Regions from separate parts of the Mus musculus genome. Here region 2 is linked to region 1. The links are chromatin contacts, called in public HiChIP or PLAC-seq maps. All regions are on one chromosome and are shown on one strand. The core of a region is the stretch at or near the end of the contact, and the rest is flanking DNA. Distances in the headings are between cores, read along the strand shown.

Region 1 (4,811 bases), core at 1,199-3,698:
CCCACCTCCTGGTGGTCCTTGATGAAGGAGGCAGTCCTTGTTTGTCCAAACTGCTTTGCTCATGGCAGATGATGAGGTATATGACTGACTCAGGGTGAACCAGAGACTAAATACCTTTTGCAGAAAAGGATGCCTAGGAAGGGATCTCATTGGCTAAGCACTCAGGGTCCCTAGATACATCATTAGCAAGGAGAACTCTAGGCTGTGTACTACTGACGGGCTGTTGTCATGGTCCTCTTAGTGGGGTGTCATGGTCACTTGCTCCAGGACAGGAATCTGGTCAGGAGCTAGTTCGTTCAAACACCTGCTGTTCTCACTCATGAGTTTTATCCAGGTTCTGAACCTTGCTACCACCTTAGCAGTTCTTCTGTCTGGTGGCACAGTCTACTGCTCCACAGCCTACAGCCAAGCTGATGACCTGAGTTTGATCTCATGCCCCATAGAGTAGAAGGAAAGAACCAACTCCGACATGTTGTGCGGTGATCTCTACATGTGCAGAGTGGCACTTGTGTGCCCACACACATTCATACATGTATGCAGAACTAAGAAATGTAAGAAAAAAATATTTTAAAAGGGTACATCCGATTTTACAATGGTTTTCAGCATACCTCACACTAATGACATCCCATTGTTACCATCTGTTGCTTTTCTCGTTCACTTTTGTCCAGTTTCCTCATACGACAAGTGCTTTTTGCATCGGTAACTTTTTAGTGTGTATTAGTTAAATACAACAATGGATTTCATTATGAGAATTCAGACATGTATATAATGTTTTGATCATATCCACCTTATTGCTCTCGTACCCCCAACTCCACTGAAGCCCTCTTCCCAAACAACTTTTTCCTTCTACTTCCATGGCCTCCTTCTCCTCCTCTTCCTCTTCATCCTTTCCTCCTCCTTCAGCTCCTTCTCCTCTTCCTATTTCTCTTTCTCCCCCTCTTCTACCTCCATTCACCTTCTCACCTTCTGTGTCCCAATGAGTTTAATTAGGGTTGCTTACAAAAGCATGGGTAAAAAGTTATTTATAGGCGTAAAACCGTGGTAGTTGTTCAGTCCACAAGGCTGGATGCTTCAGAAGGTTCCTGGAGAGCTGCTGCTTTCTAGTTGAAAGCTTGGTTCTATTGTAGGCAAAGGAATGACCAGGGGCAGCGGCACAGGAGCAAATGAGTGCAGAGGCAAGGCGGGGGGGGGGGGGGGGGGGGGGGGGGGGGAGGCCGGGGGCGGGGGAGGTCGAGACAGGAGAAGGCAGACAGTCTTCCCTCCATTTTTTATCTGGACTGCTCCCTGAAAAAACGGCCACCCACAGTGCGTGGGGGGGGGGGAGGAGTAGGTCTCACATCAATCAAGGCAAGTGCTCCATCTAGGCTGTAGCTACCAAGCAGGGGCAAGAATGTGGGGGCTTTGGGCAGAAAGTGGACAGTTATGGGTGCTCATGCTAAGAATGCCATGCTTTCTTGCTGGGTTTTTATATTTGGACATTTTCACAGTGACAGGTGAAATCGTACACACAGTCCCCTCCTCAGTTCAGAGCAGACGCTCAACACTTCCCTCATCTACAGAGTGAGCCCAAGCCAAGGAGGAAGTGAGAATAAATTGCAATGAATGAGAGAATAACTTAGTTAGGGAGATGGTTTATCACTGGAAAAAAAATCCCCCAGTCTTACCCTGCCCTGGTGTCTCTTCACCTGTAAAATTTGACATTTTGATTGCAAAAGTAATATAAACAGACAATAAAATGATCGCTCAATAGAGAAAAGAAAAAAAATTAAATAAATATTGTATTCCTCTGGGAGAGATGGCTGAGCGGCTAAGAGCATTTGCTGCTCTTCCAGATGAGCTGAGTTCTTGACACACGTCAGGTACCCGACAACACCTGTAACTCCAGCTCCCGGAGTCTGACCCTTCTCCTGGCCTCCCAGGCACCTGTACTAACATGCCCATACCCACATGCAGACACGTAAGTAAACATGAAGATAAATCTTCAAAAAAAAAAAAAAGATTCCTTGTATGAGTAGCTGAGTAGCCTCATGAAGACAGTGCTTGATGGTTTGTTAGTTACTCATAGAGGGGTAGGGAAGAGAGAGAGAGAGAGAGAGAGAGAGAGAGAGAGAGAGAGAGAGAGAGAGAGAGAGAGAATGCTACCTATTATTTTGCAACTTCCCTTTTTTTCTTGAACATTCTTCAAAGGAACACTCTACAGAGTAGAGTAAATAGTTGCTTAAAAGAAGGTGTGGTTAAACCAGACAGTTTATGATCATGCTAATTTTAATTTTGACATGAAGCTAATTGTGAACGTTTACCTGGTACATAATTTTGTATACATATTATGCTTTTAACCTAAGAACAAAACAAATACAGCAGCAGGAACAACCCAAGTAGTGAGAGCTGAAGTTGTGGTTGGGATCAGGTGGCCTTTGGCGCCTCTGGGGACAGGTGGCAGCTGGGCCACGTGAGGGGAACTATTTAGCAGAGTGACTCAGCAGAGCCAGGCTGACCAAGATCATAATCTGTCAGGAAGATGATTGTTCTTAGTCATCCAATTTCTCTTCTACGATGTCGAAAACGCTCACTTGTCAGGTCCTCTCTGCTTTGCCAGTTGGAGCTTGGATTTTCATTTTTTCCCAGGACTAAGCAATTCTGTTTGGAGCTAACTTTTGGGGGCATCAACGGTGTTTGACTCAAGTTTGAACCCAAGATCTCCTCAGACATCCTTCAAACAAGTATCCTCCGATGATTCAGAAACCCCACAAACAGAAATGTTAGCAAAAGACCTAGGAAAGCTGACCTTCAACCATAGTGCTATGAAGCTTTCTTCTCCTTGACCAGAAAAGGACATCATCATCACCACCACCACCATCATCATCATCTCCACCGCTGGAGGGAGAATGGGTGGAGAACAGATGTGGAGAACCATGGGGAAGGTTCAAAGTGCCTTTCCCAGGAGAAGGGTCCAGACATTACTGTTGGTACAGAATGACTCTGTAGCAAAGAGAAACAGATTATAAGGATTGGATAGAGCTATTGGTCTTTGTGGAAATCAGTTTGAAGAAGATAGTGGACCATTCAGATACATCTGCTCTTTCTGCCTGGATCATAGATGGATCCTTCTGAGAATGCTGCCCTGGGGAGAAAGTAGGACAGTCAATTTAGGCTGAAATTGTACATTGCCCTTTACTGCTGATAATACTGATGTAAAAGCTTTTTTTTTTTTTTTGAGATGAAACTGTACAGAGATCATTTTGAATAATCTATGCATGTATTTTGTGATTTATTTCAGTTCTTTGGCAATCATTTTGACTAGTCTATGTACAAGTTCTGTGATATATTTCGACTCATTTGCTGCAATCATTTGACCAATCTCTGCGTGAGATCTGTAATGCATTTCCGTTCTTCTATTTGTCTGATGCTGCGATATGTCTTCCAAACTTGTCCCCATTGATCTATATGGGATGTGTAAAGTCTGAATGCAAGTGAATGATTTCATTATATCTTTATGTTCCAATTTGACCCAAAGAAGAGTGAGTGAATTCAAATACTCTATGAGCTTCAGAAGCCTAGCGTCTGAGATGAAATACAAGGATGTGAAAATATAAGTAGAATTTAGGGGTAATCTGGTTAGAAGGTAAATAATTAGATAGTCGATTTTCCCAGTTTGTAGGTATTTATCTTAATTTCCAGTAATAGATATACGGAACTGATTAAAATGGGTGTGTGTGATCAAAGTGGTTTAGGTTCCTCTTTGCTCGTTTACAAATAAACCCTGTGCATGCTCATCCACCTCAGTGCAAATGTGAGCAGGGCCCAGCCATCGGGGAGGGCCTACTGGCTTCCCCAGCCATCGGGGAGGGCCTACTGGCTTCCCCAGCCATCGGGGAGGGCCTACTGGCTTCCCCACAGTTTCTTTTCTGTACTTAACCTTACATGATATTTCCTGCCACCTGGTTTGCATCCAGAACTGTTTCTCACATAGTATATTGACTTTACTCCCTTGGCCCCATGAAGCACCATTGTGCTCAACACAAACCCGTTGTCCCTGATTTTATATTGTTGGCCCTAACAGATTATTAAAACCCCAAGGAGGAGGACATTTGTGTGCAAGAGGTGATGGGCTGCCTACTGTAAAACAGAACTCTGGCTTAGGCCTCTTTGTACACACAGGGCTCCTCTCTGACAGTACAGCCATCAATTTCATCAATAGTAAATGTATCCATCATCAATAGTAAATGTATCCAAAGCCGTGATTATGAATGTTTCTAGGTTAGTTGGGTGCTGACTGGATAATACCAGATCCAACAGGAATCCTATCGCTGCCCTAAATGCTTGGTAGGAGGCCTCGACTTCATCCATCCACCCAAATGTTCAGTTCTTACTATACAGAACTAAACACTGATTTTTCTAGATGCTTTACATACCCTAAATACCTGCCCCAGTGAGTTTTTCAACTCTAGCCTGTGCTCTGAGGACAGGCTAGGACAAAGCTGTGTCCTAACCTCCCACCTAGTGGAGAACCACAAGCCCTTCTTCAACATCAACGTCCTCAGAGTTATGCCCTCCTGGAGTCTTTTCTTTCAAGGGTCTTGGTGCCTCTTTAGACGTGATGTCATGACCATCTTGGTGGCAGGCAGCTGCAGGGGGGGTGAGTGGGTAGAGATGGTCTTGTGGTCCCCTGACAAATTCATTCAGACATTGCTCATTTTGGAGCCAGAGCCTTCCCAGGGAGGCCTCGGTAAGGGTCTCAATGGTTTCCCAATGTAGAATAGCTGTTCTTTCCATGATCCTTCTGTGTGAGAAAATACTGAGCAGCCAGGGCC
Region 2 (4,811 bases), core at 931-3,430, 92 kb after region 1:
CATGTGCGAAAATGCTAGATTTTTAGAAGTATTGAGTATATGCATCTTATGGGGGAAATCTATGAATTTCATTAGATATTCAAAAAAGTAGGTCATGCTCCAGAAGTTCCTCCCAAATGTGGGGCTCATCCGAGGGCTCATCTTACGTTATTGCTGGCACGTTCCATGAGCATGTGGGGAGTCATGGTAGAGACACCGGCCAGAGGCTGACGTAGCCAGAGGCTCCTGCCCGAGCTTCCAGACTCTCCTGCCCTAAAAGTGGGAATTTACATTTTGTTTCTATCTTCAAAGTTTCACTAGGACATGAACGATGGTTGCATTCATTATATAATCAGAGGCCATGACCTCAGTAACTACCCAAAAAGGATTCCTGGGACAGTAACTGCAGGTAGAGGTGGTCGGGGGTGGGGTGAGGCAGACAGGACAGGGAACAAGGCTTAGAGACCAGGAAAGATAGTGGAGCTCCTGAACAGATGAGATGTTCAGAATCTGCAAAGGTCCCTAAAGATTAAATTCCAGTGAAAAGCCCCCAAGGGCAAATGTGCCCTGACCTGCCGAGCTTGGCATGGGAGGTTCCTGTCTTAGTTACTGTTATCATGGCAAAGGCAACTTATAGAAGAAAGCTTTTAACTGGGGGCTTGCTTACTGCTTCAGAGGACGAATTGCTTATCATTGTGGCAGGGAGCATGGCAGCACACAGCAGATGGGGTGCTGGAGAGGTAACTGGAAGCTACATCCTGATCTGCAGTCTGCAGGCAGCAAGGACGGGGACACACACACACACACACACACACACAGAGAGAGAGAGAGAGAGAGAGAGAGAGAGAGAGAGAGAGAGAAGAGAGAGGCCCATCCCCAGTGGCACACCAACTGGGTATCAAAGATTCAAATATGTGAGCCCACGGGGGGGGGGGGGCTTTCTCACTCAAACCACCACAGCAACAGAGTCTAGAACAGGGCTTTGGAGGCAGCCCTGACTCTCTCCCCTTTCTTTACACAGAGCACCTCATTATTCTCAGACAGTGCCATTCTGAGAGCAGGCACCAAACCGACAGTGAGTTTTGGCCAAGACTTCCCTTTTTGCATGGTTGTGAGTGACTGGTGGGGGACCTGGGTGAGTGGGACAGCCTTCAGCTATGACATGCAGCACCTGTTGTAGAGGGTCTTGGTGGGTCAGCAGTGGCCCCAGGACGACACAGGTGCTAGCCAAGAGCTCAAGAGCCATTGCCATCTCCAGACCTACCTCAAGTTATGCCTCCCCCAAGAAACAACTGCTTCTGGGTTGAACAATCTATTTAGAGAGGATGGCAAGTCACACCTCACCGTGCTCCCCACCAAATCACGAATCCACCACGTCACCATGCTTTCCTGTGGACAGAGGAGTGGCAAAGAAGCCATCCTGCCGAGCTTCCTGCTCAGGCACAATGACATCTGCTGCCCTGCTGGTGACGCGCAGCCCACCCCAGGTGTGGGAACGCTCTGGCTTCTTGTAGATTGTGGTTTCCCCGTTGAGTCAGAGGGATTGGGACAGTGCTTTGAGCAGAAGGACAGGCGGGTCACAAGACATGTGTGTGTCAAAGAGATAAATTTTGAATCTTTGACAACAGGTTTATTTCGAGTAAGCTGAGTCACTGATTACATCAAAGATCGTGCCCAGCTGGAGACACTAACAGCAAAACCCAGACCTGGGGCATTTCATGGAAGTTACCGTAAACAGTTATTTTGGGCAAAAATAGATTTTCATCTATTTGTTTATTTTTGAGACAGGGCTTGCCATGTAGCCCAGGCTGGTCTGGAATATACAATTCATTATGTAGCCCAGGTTACCTTCAAACTCAATGTCTTTGTGTCTCAGCCTTACAATGTTTGGGTTAGTGTTGTTGACATTGTTGTTTTCTACAAAGCTTTAAAACACACACAAAAAGAAATGAATTTATTACTTATCGCAACTTAGCAGAGTAGTTAAATTTATAATCTGCCTTAAATTCTATATGATTGGGAGAGGGTACCAAAAAGCAGGGAAGACCCTTGGTGAGGGTTGGGGGAGGGGTACTCAGAATACCCTTGAGATGGAGCGAGTTCATCTGATGTTTAATGTGCATAGCACCAGTGAGGCTCTCCACTCTATGGAAAGAGTGAATGTCTTTCTAAAACCTCCATGGAGTCAGGCCAGGCATCTCTTCAGACGTCTGCTTCCTGAGTCATCTTTGCCTTTTCTGTGACAGACTACTGATTCCACTGGGAACACTCTAGCCATGTGGAGTCCTTCTGAGTTCCAGGAGTCTATACTGTTGGTCACAGGGAAAGAGAAGGATCACGGGTTTGACAGAGGCTCTGGGGACAGCAGGCCTGGCTATCCAGTGGACTCCACTGGCAGAGGAGGGCTGATATTTTGCTCTGGAGGGAAGCCTGGGTGGAATAGGGTTTCCTTCAGGCTGTGCAGCAGTTCAACCAAGAGGCAGTTCAGCAGAGCAATTGAGCCATAGACAGCAAGCTCTCTCCCCGTGTTTATCTCCAGTTTCCACCTTCGATTCTTCTCAGGAGACCCAGATCCCTCCACTCTCCCCACGCTCATCTAGGAAATTGGAGCTACCTCAAGGATGCCAGGATCCTCAGAGCCCATTTCTCTGAGCAGCCAGGCTGTTGTGTCAATAGTCCGAGAACAGAAGAGCCATAGATCTCAGCCAGGTAGGAGCCTCGTGTAGCCTTGGGGGGTTCAAAGGCCCGACCCCAGTATCTGACCCATCAGCTGCTTTGATCTGCTGAAGTTTCTTTCTTCTACTTCCCACAGACTTTTATGATTTTATTACATGTGTGTTTGCTCTGTTCTGTGACAATTGAGGTGAATGAATCAGAATCACCAATTGTTTTTCCTTCTAGTCTGCCCAGGTCTGTCACCCCATCCTGCTCTGACCATTTTTTTTTTTTTTTTTTAAGATTTATTTATTTATTATATGTAAGTACACTGTAGCTGTCTTCAGACACTCCAGAAGAGGGCGTGAGATCTCATTACGGATGGTTGTGAGCCACCATGTGGTTGCTGGGATTTGAACTCAGGACCTTCGGAAGAGCATTCAGTGCTCTTAACCGCTGAGCCATCTCTCCAGGCCCCTGCTCTGACCATTTAAACCCCCTCTTGCCCTCCAGTGAGAGCACAAGCACCAATCTTCCAGGCTTCACCTTTCATGCTCCCCTCCCCCAAAGCAAGCTCAGGCTCTTTCTCCAAAACAGGAAGTTACAGATAGTGAAGTGACATCGGTCCCTGGCCTCCACTGGTAGCCTCCCCCACTCTCTCCCTCATTCTGAGCAACGTCCTCTGACTAACTCCCGAGGTTCTCCTTCCTCTCTGGAGCCCCCTTGCATCAGCGCAGCTGCCTGGACTCCTCCCAATGCCCAACTAGAATTTCCAGAACCTTCCAAGCTAGGTGGCCTCCTTCTGACCTATGGACATTCCTCTGGGGCTGGTTCTGTCACAGGATTTTTTCCCCCTGAGGATTTATTGCCAGGAAAAAGAATTCCCCAAAGGAACGTTGTGATTTCTCATGTTGGACAATGAGAGCCAGACACTGTTCTTTCTGTCGCTGGGATGCTTCAGTGCTACCCTAATGTGTAGGACAGATGGTTCTCAACCTGTGGGTTGCGGCCCCCATAGAGGTCAAATGACCTTTTTATAGAGGTCATCCCTGGAAAACACAGACATTTACGTTACAACTCACAACAGTGATGAAGTAGGACATATTTTGTGGTTAAGGGTCACCATGTGAGAAACTGTATTAAGGCGACACAGCACTAGGAAGGTTGAGCAGCGCTGTGCTTAACACCATTGCATACAGCTGACTGAGAAGGCGGTCTGGTTTCCCTAGCCTCTGGGTCCACGATCCAGACATACTGCTCTTTTCCCAGTCTCTTGGAGCATTGCTGCCTACTGAGGGGTCCCCTGCACACAGTGGATTTGTGGAAGCCTCATTCCCTGCTCCCCACCTTCGACTGGGATCTCCCGACAACCATCATAATGTGCTGGCCTCCTGCACCTTATAAAATGGGATCTTTCTAAAGGGGAATCATCTGGTCTAACAGAACAGGCCCAACTGATTAAGTTTCTCTCTCCCATCTCCAGGCAGCCTGACGAGAGAAACAAGAAAAACAGAGTTTTCTTTTCATGGGTGGAAGCGATGCAGGGAGTCAGAAACAGTCTTGTTCCAGCTCTGAGTAAGATTTCAGCTCAGTTGGCAGATGTGGGTTTTCCAGCAAGTGCCCACAGAGTGCCACTTTACTTCCTCTCAGAATTTCCTCCACAAACATACCTGAGGTCACATTCTTTGGACGTGGTACCTCAGCCTTTTGGAATGTCTCTAGAGGTCAAAGGGCTCCTTCTGCCTTCGAGAGAGAGAGAGAGATTGCTTTCTGTGAGCTCTAATAGTCCAACAAGGCTTCATGTAATTATAACTGATTACCTGCCGTGTGTGTGTGTGTGTGTGTGTGTGTGTGTGTGTGTGTGTGCGTGTGCGCATGCAAGTGCATACTTATGTATGCAGATGTGCACATGCATGAGTGGAGAGGCCAGAGGAGCATGCTAGGTACCTGGCTCTGTCACTCTTCACCTTATTCCTTTGAGACAGGGTCTCTCTCTGCACTTGGAGCTAAGCTGGCAGCCATTAAACTATGGATATCCTCCTTCCCCTACCTCCACCCCCACATAGCAGTGGGGTTACAGTACGTGTGCAGTCACGCATAGCTTGCTATCTGGATGCTGGGGATTTGGTCCCGGGTCCTCATGTTCTAGGAGCAAGTGCTCTTACCCACTCAGCCCC

Evidence for each region. HiChIP or PLAC-seq counts read pairs in DNA pulled down with a chosen protein or histone mark.
Region 2: a contact with region 1 is called in an H3K4me3 HiChIP or PLAC-seq map of the SCID.adh cell line, with 16 read pairs. The contact joins two enhancer-like sites. A contact is called at or near these places in 8 of 484 Hi-C or Micro-C datasets (B cells, the G1E-ER4 cell line, LSK cells and 5 more), 10 of 115 datasets of contacts at active chromatin or transcription factors (CD8 T cells, DN3 thymocytes, the HPC-7 cell line and 6 more) and 2 of 9 other capture datasets (bone marrow-derived macrophages and embryonic stem cells).

The regions. Positions count from the first base shown.
Region 1 is chr2:128,201,768-128,206,578 of GRCm38.p6, forward strand. It overlaps Gm14009 (a long non-coding RNA gene), which reads left to right. Exons shown (of 3, transcript XR_866719.1): 3 at 2,626-3,513. Among named protein-coding and RNA genes, the nearest start is that of Gm14009, 34 kb to the left of the region's middle. Within about 2 kb of position 2,449, at least 84 of the 459 cell types and tissues checked have an H3K27ac peak or open chromatin away from gene starts, as enhancers often do. A contact at or near this core is called in B cells, the G1E-ER4 cell line, the HPC-7 cell line and 3 more, where this site is marked.
Region 2 is chr2:128,293,736-128,298,546 of GRCm38.p6, forward strand. No RefSeq gene overlaps it. Among named protein-coding and RNA genes, the nearest start is that of Gm14009, 130 kb to the left of the region's middle. Within about 2 kb of position 2,181, at least 109 of the 459 cell types and tissues checked have an H3K27ac peak or open chromatin away from gene starts, as enhancers often do. A contact at or near this core is called in B cells, the G1E-ER4 cell line, the HPC-7 cell line and 3 more, where this site is marked.